4 separate regions of the Gossypium hirsutum genome follow, and all the other regions are linked to region 4. The links are chromatin contacts, called in public Hi-C maps. All regions are on one chromosome and are shown on one strand. The core of a region is the stretch at or near the end of the contact, and the rest is flanking DNA. Distances in the headings are between cores, read along the strand shown.

Region 1 (2,700 bases), core at 7-2,506, 190 kb after region 4:
TCCCGCAACATCCAAACAGGGGAAAATGCGTTCATTCGGTTGGTAGCTCGGACCATGGACACACGCTCTCAGGATGCGATACTCACCCTATCCATAACAAATTACCATATTAGTTAAATATGCTAATTAAAAAATAATAATGTGCAAATTTATAAAATACCCATGAATAGCAAGTAGCAAATTTTTTTTACTGAGACATTAATCATCATAGCAGTGCGACCGATTTCTCTAATCAATTAACTCATTTCAATATCTACACAAACAAAATTGAATAAACATATCATTTTAAAATAATAATATTTCTGCATAGTAATATTTACCACAACCCGTTTTCGTAAATAATTTTATTTTTGTTTTATTTAAATGTAAATATCCACTTAATAATATTAATCACTAACTAAAAAAACTATAAACATAAGTATCTTTATTGAAAAAAATATTAACCTATAAAACATTAACAATAATAAAATCTTAAACCTTAAATCGATCTAAGTATTAAAAATAAAATATAAACATACAATATACAAATTATTATTACAAACAAAAATAAAAATAATACCTTAAAACTCTTAACAAGTTCTCCTTAAAACTTCAACACAAATAAATTTTTTCTCCCCCCAACTCTAACACAATTAATAACACACAAAAGTCTCTCATTCACTTTCTTGTTTTCAATTGGGTAAGGGGAAACCGTTTATTATATATAAGAAAAAAATAAAAGGATGGAGAAAAAAAGGTTGGGGGTGAGCCGTGATCGGTTTGGTCTCAGTCAGGCGGCACCAGCTTGACATCCTGCCGTCTGACGTGACCAATTGGTCAAATTCACCTCCAGCTATTTCTTTTATTTGTTTTTTTTCATTTTTTATTTTCTGTCACATTTTAAAAAAAACACGTTAATGCCGCCAATGTGTCAGGTGACACCATAAAAAATATTCACCGTGTATTTTTATTCTATATAATCCTCGAAAATACATGTATTCTTTAAAAATTCATATTAGTATCGTTAATATGTCAAGCGACACCACTTAAAAAATATATATTTTTTCCAAAAACATGATTAGCTGATAATTGGAGAAAATATTAGGGTGATGCTGCATGGCAACTTGGTGACACCTTATTTTACTATAGAAATAGATCCATTTTTATAATTAATCTATTATATATTTTTGTATTTAATTTTTTTATATTATTTTTTGTAGAAAACCCATACACTAAAGTCTAACATAAGAGAGAGCGGAGGCACTATAGCATAGAAAATCTATAGCGGACGTGGAGCAATTAGATTGGTAGAAGAATATAGTGTAGTAAGCTAGCCAAAACGGATGGCCTTTTGTGTGCCTGTCGGCAAACGGGCAAAGACCCTTCACTTACATTCTTGCAGTGGTTGGTATCTTCAATCTCCGCCCCCCAAAATCCTTTTCTATTATTAATCCAAATCTTCTATTCTGTTAATTTCACAATTTTACCACTTAACTTTTAACATTTTGTTTTCCATGGACCACTTTCTCCATTCTTCTTCACCATCTGAAGCATAAATAAATATAAAATACAAATATTGTGCTCTCAAATTCCAATCCTACTATTGTCTTCGGAAAATGGGTTTCCTTGTCGGGCTGCTGTTCGGTCTTGTCGCCGGCCTTGCTATTGTCGTTTTCTTTGTTCGCTCTGAGAACTCTCGATCCAATCTTCGAACTAAGCTTGTTAGTCCTTCACTAATTTCTTCTCTTTCTTTTCTTTTCCAATTTGATTTTAAATTTTTTATTCTAATCTTCTTTTTGGATTGCAGGCAACCACGGTGGCTGCTTTCGCAAGAATGACAGTCGAAGATTCTAGAAAGATCTTGCCGGCAGAATTCTACCCTTCTTGGGTGGTGTTCTCTCAGCGCCAGAAGTTGACTTGGCTTAATCAGCACCTTACGAAGATCTGGCCTTACGTTAACGAGGTCAAGCTTTGTTTAGTGAATGAAACAGAGTTTTATTTTATTTTATTTTTTAATTGTTTAGATTTGGTGTTACAGGCAGCATCGGATCTGATAAAGGCGTCGGTTGAGCCGGTGCTAGAGCAATATAGGCCAGTTCTACTGTCTTCTTTGAAGTTTTCCAAGTTTACTCTCGGCACTGTTGCACCACAGTTTACTGGTTAGTTAATTTGCGTAATTTATCCTTACATTATGAAAGTTTTTATTCTTATTTTTCTTATTCGGTTATCGTTATTTTTAATTTTTGGAACTTGAATTATTAACGGGATTTCTCAATGCTGTTCCCAATGGCCATTAGTTTCCTGCAAATGACTAAAACAAAGATCAGTTTGAATTTTGGGACATAACTGTTCTAGATGATAGTGTAGGCAAATAATGTATGTGGTTATCCATAAAGTTCAACACTGGTTGCCTTTTTTTCTTAATCAACGCACTTTTTGTTCTCCTTTACTAAAATGAGACTTTTCTAGGCGAGTTTTGGAATGGAAGACTCAAAAATTGGTTAGAATCTTGTTAATGTTATGAATCAATGTCATTCTTTAGGAGTAAGTATCGTTGAAGATGGAGCTGATAGTGTGACAATGGAGTTGGAAATGCAGTGGGATGCAAATTCAAATATAGTACTTGCTATCAAGACTTATCTTGGTGTATCACTACCTGTGCAGGTATCATCTTTATAAGTCTTTGCTTATTTCTGATGGTTTCTTGCTTGGAACATATTT
Region 2 (2,880 bases), core at 73-2,572, 220 kb after region 4:
GATCCCCCGAGAAAACAGCCGAGAATAGCGCGTCCATGTCACAAGCCAAACACAATCTTGAATTTTTAGTGCCATTAATAGCACCATTTTTTTGCTGACAATAATATCTATTGTGTCGATCGCCTAAGAAATAGTTTCGCAACGGCGGCGTATGGAGCAACGCTTGTAATATTGAATTCATAAAGCAGGTATTCCCCAAATTATTCAATCCACGTAATCCCCAAGGTTGTTGTGTTGACGAAACCAATGAGGCATTCGCCGCGTCCAGAAGAGGGATCGACTGATTTCCCCTGGAAATGTGTTCTCCTGAATCTGGCTCCCACGGACGATAATCTACTCGACGGCGCTTTCGTAGATTCTCCGGTTGAGATCCAGCAACGCTGCACTGCATTGCGGTGGATCCGGAAGTGGAGGTGGTTGCGGTAGCGTTGACAGTCTGTGCAAGGACGACGGCAGCGTCGAAGTCGCGATCGTATACCTGGTCACCGCACGCACAGCAAAATAGCTCAGCTCTGTCGACGTCAACGGCGATCTCATGACCGGGGATGGAAAGCGAGTGATCAGACGCGTGGGAGTGAAGAAGAGGCGCGTGGCAGAACACTGCGGCACATGCGACGCACGCGTAGAGTCTCGAACGGGAAGATTCCTCGCACGTGCCGCATCGTGGGACCTCAGTAGGTTCCCTCCTTATGGCGGCGCGACCGCCGGGCGGCTTGACGCGGATACAATCCTGTAGGGCGCGAAAGGGCTTGGGGCCGTTGCGGGAACGGAAGACGAGGAGGTGAGGACACGGCTGAGGCGAAACGTGGCCGTTGATCTTGGAAGACATGGTGGTGGCGGGGTGGTGAAAGTCGCGTTGGGAATAGAAACCCTAGATATGAAGGACATAAGGGTCATGGATCTGGATCAGGGAAGGGGAAGATCAACGGCTGAGATTGTTCGATTGATAGTGAAGGAGCATTGAGTTTGATGAGAAGATGTTGGGAGCATGTATCAGATCTTGTCCATGCTCATGCATTGATCGGATTTCATATGTAGTTTTTAAGAAATAAAATGTAATTTTTGTCTTTCTTTTTTTATATATATATATTTTATGCATTCTTCCAAGAATGAATGAAATAGAAAATAGAAAAGCTATTGAATACTTGCTGAAGAAGGAAACATTCATTTTTGGTGTTTTTATTTTTTTTATAATAAATTATGCCTTTCTTTTTCAATAGTAGTAATTTCCTTTGTTTTCTTCCTTTTTTTTGTTCTTTTTCCAACATAATAAATGTGATAATTTGTGTATTATATTGTATTATAAAGCATCTTATTTTTTGGTACAAGTAAAAATATTGATATATTATACATAATTTAAAACATTCATGTCTGTGTTAAAATAATGTAATTTTTCATACAGGATTATGTTTTGTTTTTTACATGCTGCGTTTAGTGTTCATATCTGCAATATAATTTCGTATCAATTTATATATAAAATGAGAGATTAATTGAAGTAAGGTGATAAATTAAATGGACCAATTTGAATAATATACTCTTTAACAATTTCGGACCCTATATTTAATTTAACCTAATATTATCCTTTTGATCAACGAAATTTGGGTTTTTTTTTCCTTTCATGTGAAGTAAACTAAAAGGTAGGATTTGGTTTTAAGCAGATAAAGAAAAGGGGGCATCATTTTCCTCATAGGCACTTGTTTCTCAAGGCAAGGAAGAGGGCCATCATATCTACAATGCAATGACGCATCTTTGTAAGAAAATATTCCTTTTTTTTCGGTATTTTAATATCCATATTTTATATTAATAATTCATATAATTTGAAACATTATGTATTCATATTATAAGTTGACACTTAACAAAAATTAAAATCGGTCCTTTCCTATGATATAAATATTCGACTGAAAATAAGAATGCTAACCTGGGTTAAATTCGGTGGCTAATATGTAGTTAATAAACTACTAATCCTTATACTGGAAATCACATGGCCTCCAATCATTTCGGCAGTCATGCGAGGACCCCTATTTCTCCTTTTATAAAATTATAATGACACAGTCCCTGAGACTATTCATGAACCCACCAACCAAAGCTCAATAATTTGGTTGTCTGGTAACTAAACCACCACTGCCCGTTATCATCGAAATCCAATAATACCAACATAAATATTTGTAACACAAATTTATATGTATAAAAATATAATACTTTAAATATTAACTGTGAGACATACTGGAATTGACAAGTCTACCCAACCACCTTGTATAGACATTTTAGTTTCACCTTGACTAAAGGGTTAAAGATCAAACCTGTTACTGTTAGTCTTTTCACCATATCATCCACTGGTTGACATAATTAGCTTTAATGATGCCTAAAAAGACGGTCTCAGTTTAGCAATTTAAGCAGAGAGCACAACCAAGATCATAAACATCAATCATGGCAGCTTCTTTTCCAACTATAACAAAAGGAACGTCGATAATCATTGGCTTTAAATGGGTTTAGCAATGTTTGTTCAGCTTCTAGACTGGCAATTAATGAAAGGCAACCAATATTTCATGTAAATGAAGCTTTGGGTGCATCAAATTTCGAAATAAAGCGCCACCAGCAAGAATGGAACTTGTTAGGAACATGTACCTGGAACTTCTAACATCATGGACATGAAAGGAAATTCTTACAGCTAATGGCAGCTCCAAGACCTGTCAAATGTTTTCTAATATGATCTGATACAGTGTTTGTATTACACAAGATAACAGAAACAAGCATTTACACTATTGCCAATGCAGAGCAAAACAAAGAACCATATAATTCACTGCAACATATAGACAGACTACCTTTGAGTACTAGGCTTTCAAAATGTCAATAATAGGTAATGACCTGCGGCATCAGGAT
Region 3 (2,700 bases), core at 169-2,668, 140 kb after region 4:
ACTACAAAGTAGAATCAAACCATTACAACACACAAACTGACAAAGAACAAGAAATAATCCAAACTAAAACCCACACATGCGCAATTGCACATGGAAGGACTCAAACCTGGGTACTCAGGACCCAAGGCCTCAACCTTTGCCACTATTGTCAAGGCTTTACTGGCAATAAAATAAAATAAAGTCAATTTAATACATATTAAATGGAGGTATTTTTTTGTTTATGTCAGATTTATGTTAGTAAAGACATCACTTGATGTTTGAGAATAGGATCAAGCATTCAAGTGTCTAAGTGACCATTGCAACAGACCCTCATTTGGAAATATGTTAATAGCTCAAACACTGACAATGTACAAATCAAGTTGTAAAAGCATAAATGGCAGAGAAAAGTAAACCTAAAAAGAAAACAAAAGATCAATTATCATCTTAACTAAGATAATGATAACTTCCAAGAAAATTACAAAAGATCAATTATCATTCAATAACCAAGAAGTATCAAGTATCAACACCTCTAAAGCAGACATGGCAGCAAAAAGGTTGAAATTGTCCCCATGAATGAGCTCTCCATCTCTAAGACCTGTGATCACCAAGCATTGCTGAATAGCTAAGTGATAAAGCGAAACCCAGAAATAAAAAAAAACTAAACAAATAAGGTCTTAATCATCACATGAATGCACCCACATTTTCTCTCTATATTTGGCATAGCTTCACAACAGCAATGATAAGATTTATAGTTACTTAAAGAAAAACTATGATTCGATAATAATTTTCTTGCTTTGGGTGATCATAAATAAAAGGGAGAAAGCCATAGCTTTCATAAAGTTAATACCTTCTCTTTCCCCTATTTATTTTCTCTACTACAAAAAAACAATAACTTTCCACACTTCAGTTACCAAAGAAACTGAAAAATTTTACTCAACAAGCAATAGGGTTTAGGGATTCGCTGTTAGATCTCCTAATCAAATATAAAAAGGAAATGGTTTTCCTTTTTTGACTTTTATTTTCCCGAGAACCAAACAGAGGTTTAAGGGGGGAGAAAAGAGGGAGAAATAGAACCTGCACAGGCGGCTTGAAGGAGAGGCGAAGCGTCGGCCCAGACAGTGGTGTCGCTGGCGGGAATCGAGGCAAGCTTGGGTGGTTGGCCGTCGATGGAGGCTTCTTCATAAACTGGCTTATCAGCCATTAGGTTATTGAGTTGAAAAGTTTTGAACAGCTGAGGATCTCAAGCAGTGAGCGAGCGAGGTTGAGGTTGACGATGGTGTTTTCTTTTCAGTCTTGGCTTTACAGTGCCAGTTGCCACAACAAACCTCGTAAAACCAACAGAGCTGAGAGAGGGTTTAGGGCATCTTCTGGGTCGGGCCGGGTCCCCCCTCGCTCCATATCAACCTTTTCTCAACCCAACAATTCTTTTCTCTCTTTCTTTATGAAATAGAAATACTTTTTTTTATTTTTTATAATAAAAAATAGAGGGATAATAGCAAAATTTACCTCTGTACATTAACGAAATTGTCAATGTAGTACCTACATTTTTAATTTATTATCTTGATACCTGTACTTTTCTTCAGTCTATCATTGTGTACTCGGATCTAACATTGGTAGTTTCTGACATAATATGACACGTGAACAATCAATAAAGAGACACGTGGCAGTGGGCCACAAACAAAAGCAAAACAGTCACGAAAGACAGAAAGAGGGACTTGATAGAAATTTTACCTTTCATTTTTTTAGGTTAAAATTATTAATAAATAAAAAAATAAGAACCCCATCTTCACTCTCCTGCTCTAGATTCTTTTACTTAATAGAAAAATTATTTTCAAACTAAAAATACAATTCATCTGCACAAACCCAGAAAGCAAAATAATTGATAAAAGTCCAAACTCAAATTTAATTTGTATAGAATATGTACAAAATTTGTTTACATACAATAACTCCTTCAAACCTGAACACTGATATCCTAAAATTCATTTGTGATTTTGTGAAACCTTATACATGATTTGAAACCCAAGTCCTAATTCTAGATCAAATTTCCTAAACCTTAAAACTTGAAAAAAAAAACTAAAAATCTTAGAACCCTATATTTCAAAATCAAAGCAAAATCCCTACAGAGCAAAGAATTGGAGCAGCAGTTGTTCTTTTAAGTGCTCAGCAGCGATTATGGAAGATTTGAGGCGATGAAGACTGCATTGCACAAGGAATATGATTGCTCTCTAGATTCCGAGCAAGGATCGGTTTGAGATGGGCCTAGTACGACGCTCGCTTACCCTTGGTGGCTTTCGTAGATGGGTCTTCCATGGAAGACGAAGGGGATTTAGATGGCAACAAATGGACAGTGGAAGCCATTTTTGAGTCATAAAGGTGTTTGGGATTGATTGAAGTTATTTTTGAGTTATAAAAATGCTGAGTTATGAAGATTGAAGACATAGCTTGAGGAAGTTCAAAACAAAAAACTTAGCTTAAGATAGGATAGGGAGACAAAGAGACTTTACTTTTTTAGCTTTAAAAGGTTTCTGAATTTATTGATTGTCTTACAATTTTTTTTTGTTGGTATCATTACTCTTTCGTGTATCTTATAAATTTTTAATAATATATTTATTTTATTTATTCTTTTAATGGGCCAATTTACATATATATATATACCATTCTCTAAAAATTTATCGATTTATATTATTTTTGGAGAGAGAAAAAATGTATTTTCACTGATCT
Region 4 (2,700 bases), core at 147-2,646:
ATTAGACTTCTCAAGTCTTTTCAATATAGAATTACAATGCTCCAAATTCAAGTCAGGCTTTATAGCAGTATAATCAACATCCAACCCGCTATTTCTACACACAAAAAGATCTCCTTTTTCTACTTCGTTACCACTCCTTCTGGAACCAAACCTGAAATCCACATTTCTTGTTATCCCTTTCTTGCGGTTTTGACCTTTTCGGCCCTCAACAAGTTTTGGGTTTTCATTCACTAATTCATTTTTGGAAGAAAAAGGGGTATCTCTATCGACTGGGTTAGGGTCAGGAACGTTGGCGGGTTCGACTCTAATATGTTTGAGCCTAGTCAAAGAAGTGAGCATGGAAGCAGCTCTTGCGACATGAAAACAACTGGTGAATGAAAAACTGGAACATTGATCAGGTAAATGAGATGGGTTAACGTAGAAGCTGAGTTTCTTTGAATCGACAGAGTCCCAAGAAAGGGACAATTTCAAAGAAGCCATAGTTGTTATAATTACTGTTATAGGATTTTGAAGAAAAAATTATGCATCACTTTTGTGGATGAATGGAATTAAAGAAGAAAGCAGTAGAGTACCTTGATGATGGGATAAAGGAGGTTGAAGCAGTGGAGCAAAATAACCGTTTCTGGATTTTCTTGCTTTTTTTCTCTTTTTTTTTTAATTTCCTTTTCTACTTTACAGCCATGAGAAACAAATCGGTTTACATTGCAACAGTAACAAACAGAATAAATAAATAAAAGTTAATTTACTTTTTAAATGGTTTAATTTTTACTAAGCAATAAATTTTTAATTTTTTTAAATAATATGTGAAAATAGTAAGATAGCATTGCATTATATATATAATAATGTATTTGTAGCAAAAATAATAAATTTATTAGTTATTATTTAGTTGGTAATTTAAAATTCTTAAAATTTAAGGATTAAAAGTAATCAGATTAAAGTATAAAAACTAAATCTACAATAGTAAAATTTAGCCCATAAATAAATACAGCTCCGAGGTAATTTTAATTATAAACTATTTGTAAACCGGAAACTAAATCCCTTTTATTAATTTAGCCTCAAAAAGTGAATAAATAAAAATAATAACAACCAACATAGTTTTACTTATTTAAAGTCTAACATCTTCGTCATTTATCAACATTCCTACAATCAAGTAACCCACTAAATTTATGTTTATATTGGAGTTTATGTCACTTTACCTTGTATTACCAAGCATATACTAATTTTTCAAATAAAAAAAAAGGTGGGATAATTTTGTATTTTGATTTTGGTAACAGAAATGGTTACAGTCTAAGTAAACGAAGCAAGACCATTCATATGATGGATGAAGTTGGCAAATCTCTAATATTTTAGTAGGATAAACGACAGTGGCCTGGCTATGCAGCAACTGGGTTGAAATGTTGTTCGCATGAGAAGCCACCCAAGAACCCAAGTCAGCTAGAAAAAGAGTGAAGGTGGTTAAAGAAAGGGCATTGAATTGAACAAATTGAGAGATGGCAAGCCATTGGGCTGTCTCTGCCTTGGGTAGATGAGATCAAAGTCAATTGGTTCCCCCTACCCAAAAGTCCAAAATTAAATAAAGTGGGATATCTTACGTAGTTTCTTTTTTTCGAAAATTTTAATTTATTAAACCCCACAATTTTCACCTTATCCCCACCCATCCCAACAACTACTCTCCACCTTTCAGGTCCAATTAGCCTTCTTTTGGGGTCTGTTGTTCTGAGCCCAAATCTCCGTCCCCCCCCCCGACTCTCTCTCCGTCTTTCTCCTCTCCTGCAAAACCCTAGATCTTTCACCCCTTCAACGTCGTTTTCCGGCCTTCTTCTCGCTCCCAGATCGCTTCTCGTTTGGGCTGACTGGTAAAAATCTCATCACCTTACCTAATTTCTCCGTTTACTGAAATTTTGGCTGTTCCTTTTTCTCTTTGATTTTTCTTTCTTTAATGCTTGATTCGTTGTTTTGAGTTGAGGATTTTGATTTTAAACGCTTCGTGTTTCAATTTTGTGAGAGAATTACGATGATTGCTGGCTTATTGTCCTTGTTAAAAGTTACGGAAGTCGTTGGACTTTTTGTTTTGAATTGAAACCATAGATTCCCTTTCCTTTTTGCTTATGTTATTTAAATATGGCTATTCTCGTTTCATGCATTGATATGGGGTTTTGTTTATTCTTCATTTCCTGGTTTTCATCTGTACAGTTAATGGGTCTTTCTTCTTTGGTTGTTGTTGATCTGGGCAGACTGCAGACATGGGTTTTTGTTCTTTTGACGTTTTATTTTTCCTTCTCTTTTCGTGTTTTTCTCTTTTGCTCTTAATCTGGGCATATTAATAGATGCCTTTGAAGCTGAGTTTGATCTTTGAAATGGAATTGGGTTTCAGTTCGACTGATCTGGGCTTTCCCTTCTTTGTTTATGCTTTTTTTGTTGTTCTTTTTATTATTTTCAAACCCTAGATCTACGTTTTTTTTTTTGGGGGGGGGGGTGGGTGCATTGTAAAATGTAAACCTTTTCAGCCCATTTAAATGTAAATGTCTATTTTAGCCCTGGTGCGTAAAGTGGGCCCATTTAACATGGATCTTATCCAAGTCCTTTGTCCTGTATTGTTAAATTGTTATACTACGACTTGGTCTTATTGTGGACCACTTCAACACGTGGCACAGTTTCAATTATTCCTTGACCCATTAGCCTAATGTTTCTCTTATATTT

The links. Hi-C and Micro-C count contacts between places; a contact is called where the count stands out from the background.
Region 1: a Hi-C map of leaf shows a contact between it and region 4, with 2.3 times the contacts expected there. The contact joins the promoter of LOC107912465 here to the promoter of LOC107912346 in region 4. A contact is called at or near these places in 2 of 34 Hi-C or Micro-C datasets (hypocotyl and leaf).
Region 2: a Hi-C map of leaf shows a contact between it and region 4, with 4 times the contacts expected there. The contact joins the promoter of LOC107912473 here to the promoter of LOC107912346 in region 4. A contact is called at or near these places in 2 of 34 Hi-C or Micro-C datasets (both in leaf).
Region 3: a Hi-C map of seedling shows a contact between it and region 4, with 5 times the contacts expected there. The contact joins the promoter of LOC107912453 here to the promoter of LOC107912346 in region 4. A contact is called at or near these places in 6 of 34 Hi-C or Micro-C datasets (anther, leaf and seedling).

The regions. Positions count from the first base shown.
Region 1 is chrD08:23,720,795-23,723,494 of Gossypium_hirsutum_v2.1, forward strand. It overlaps LOC107912465 (synaptotagmin-5), which reads left to right and starts at 1,257. Exons shown (of 12, transcript XM_016840655.2): 1 at 1,257-1,700; 2 at 1,787-1,942; 3 at 2,018-2,138; 4 at 2,522-2,643. The coding sequence starts at 1,596.
Region 2 is chrD08:23,752,498-23,755,377 of Gossypium_hirsutum_v2.1, forward strand. LOC107912473 (ubiquitin C-terminal hydrolase 22) reads right to left here and starts at 1,323. Exons shown (of 3, transcript XM_016840674.2): 1 at 1-1,323. The coding sequence starts at 829. It overlaps LOC107912481 (actin-related protein 2/3 complex subunit 3), which reads right to left. Exons shown (of 8, transcript XR_005917237.1): 6 at 2,823-2,880; 7 at 2,626-2,687; 8 at 1,969-2,362.
Region 3 is chrD08:23,670,193-23,672,892 of Gossypium_hirsutum_v2.1, forward strand. It overlaps LOC107912453 (N-alpha-acetyltransferase 35, NatC auxiliary subunit), which reads right to left and starts at 1,419. Exons shown (of 16, transcript XM_016840641.2): 1 at 1,054-1,419; 2 at 507-574. The coding sequence starts at 1,180.
Region 4 is chrD08:23,533,625-23,536,324 of Gossypium_hirsutum_v2.1, forward strand. LOC107912346 (zinc finger BED domain-containing protein DAYSLEEPER) reads left to right here and starts at 1,397. Exons shown (of 2, transcript XM_016840518.2): 1 at 1,397-1,856. LOC107912320 (pentatricopeptide repeat-containing protein At4g30825, chloroplastic) reads right to left here and starts at 701. Exons shown (of 3, transcript XM_041099252.1): 1 at 573-701; 2 at 1-382. The coding sequence starts at 339.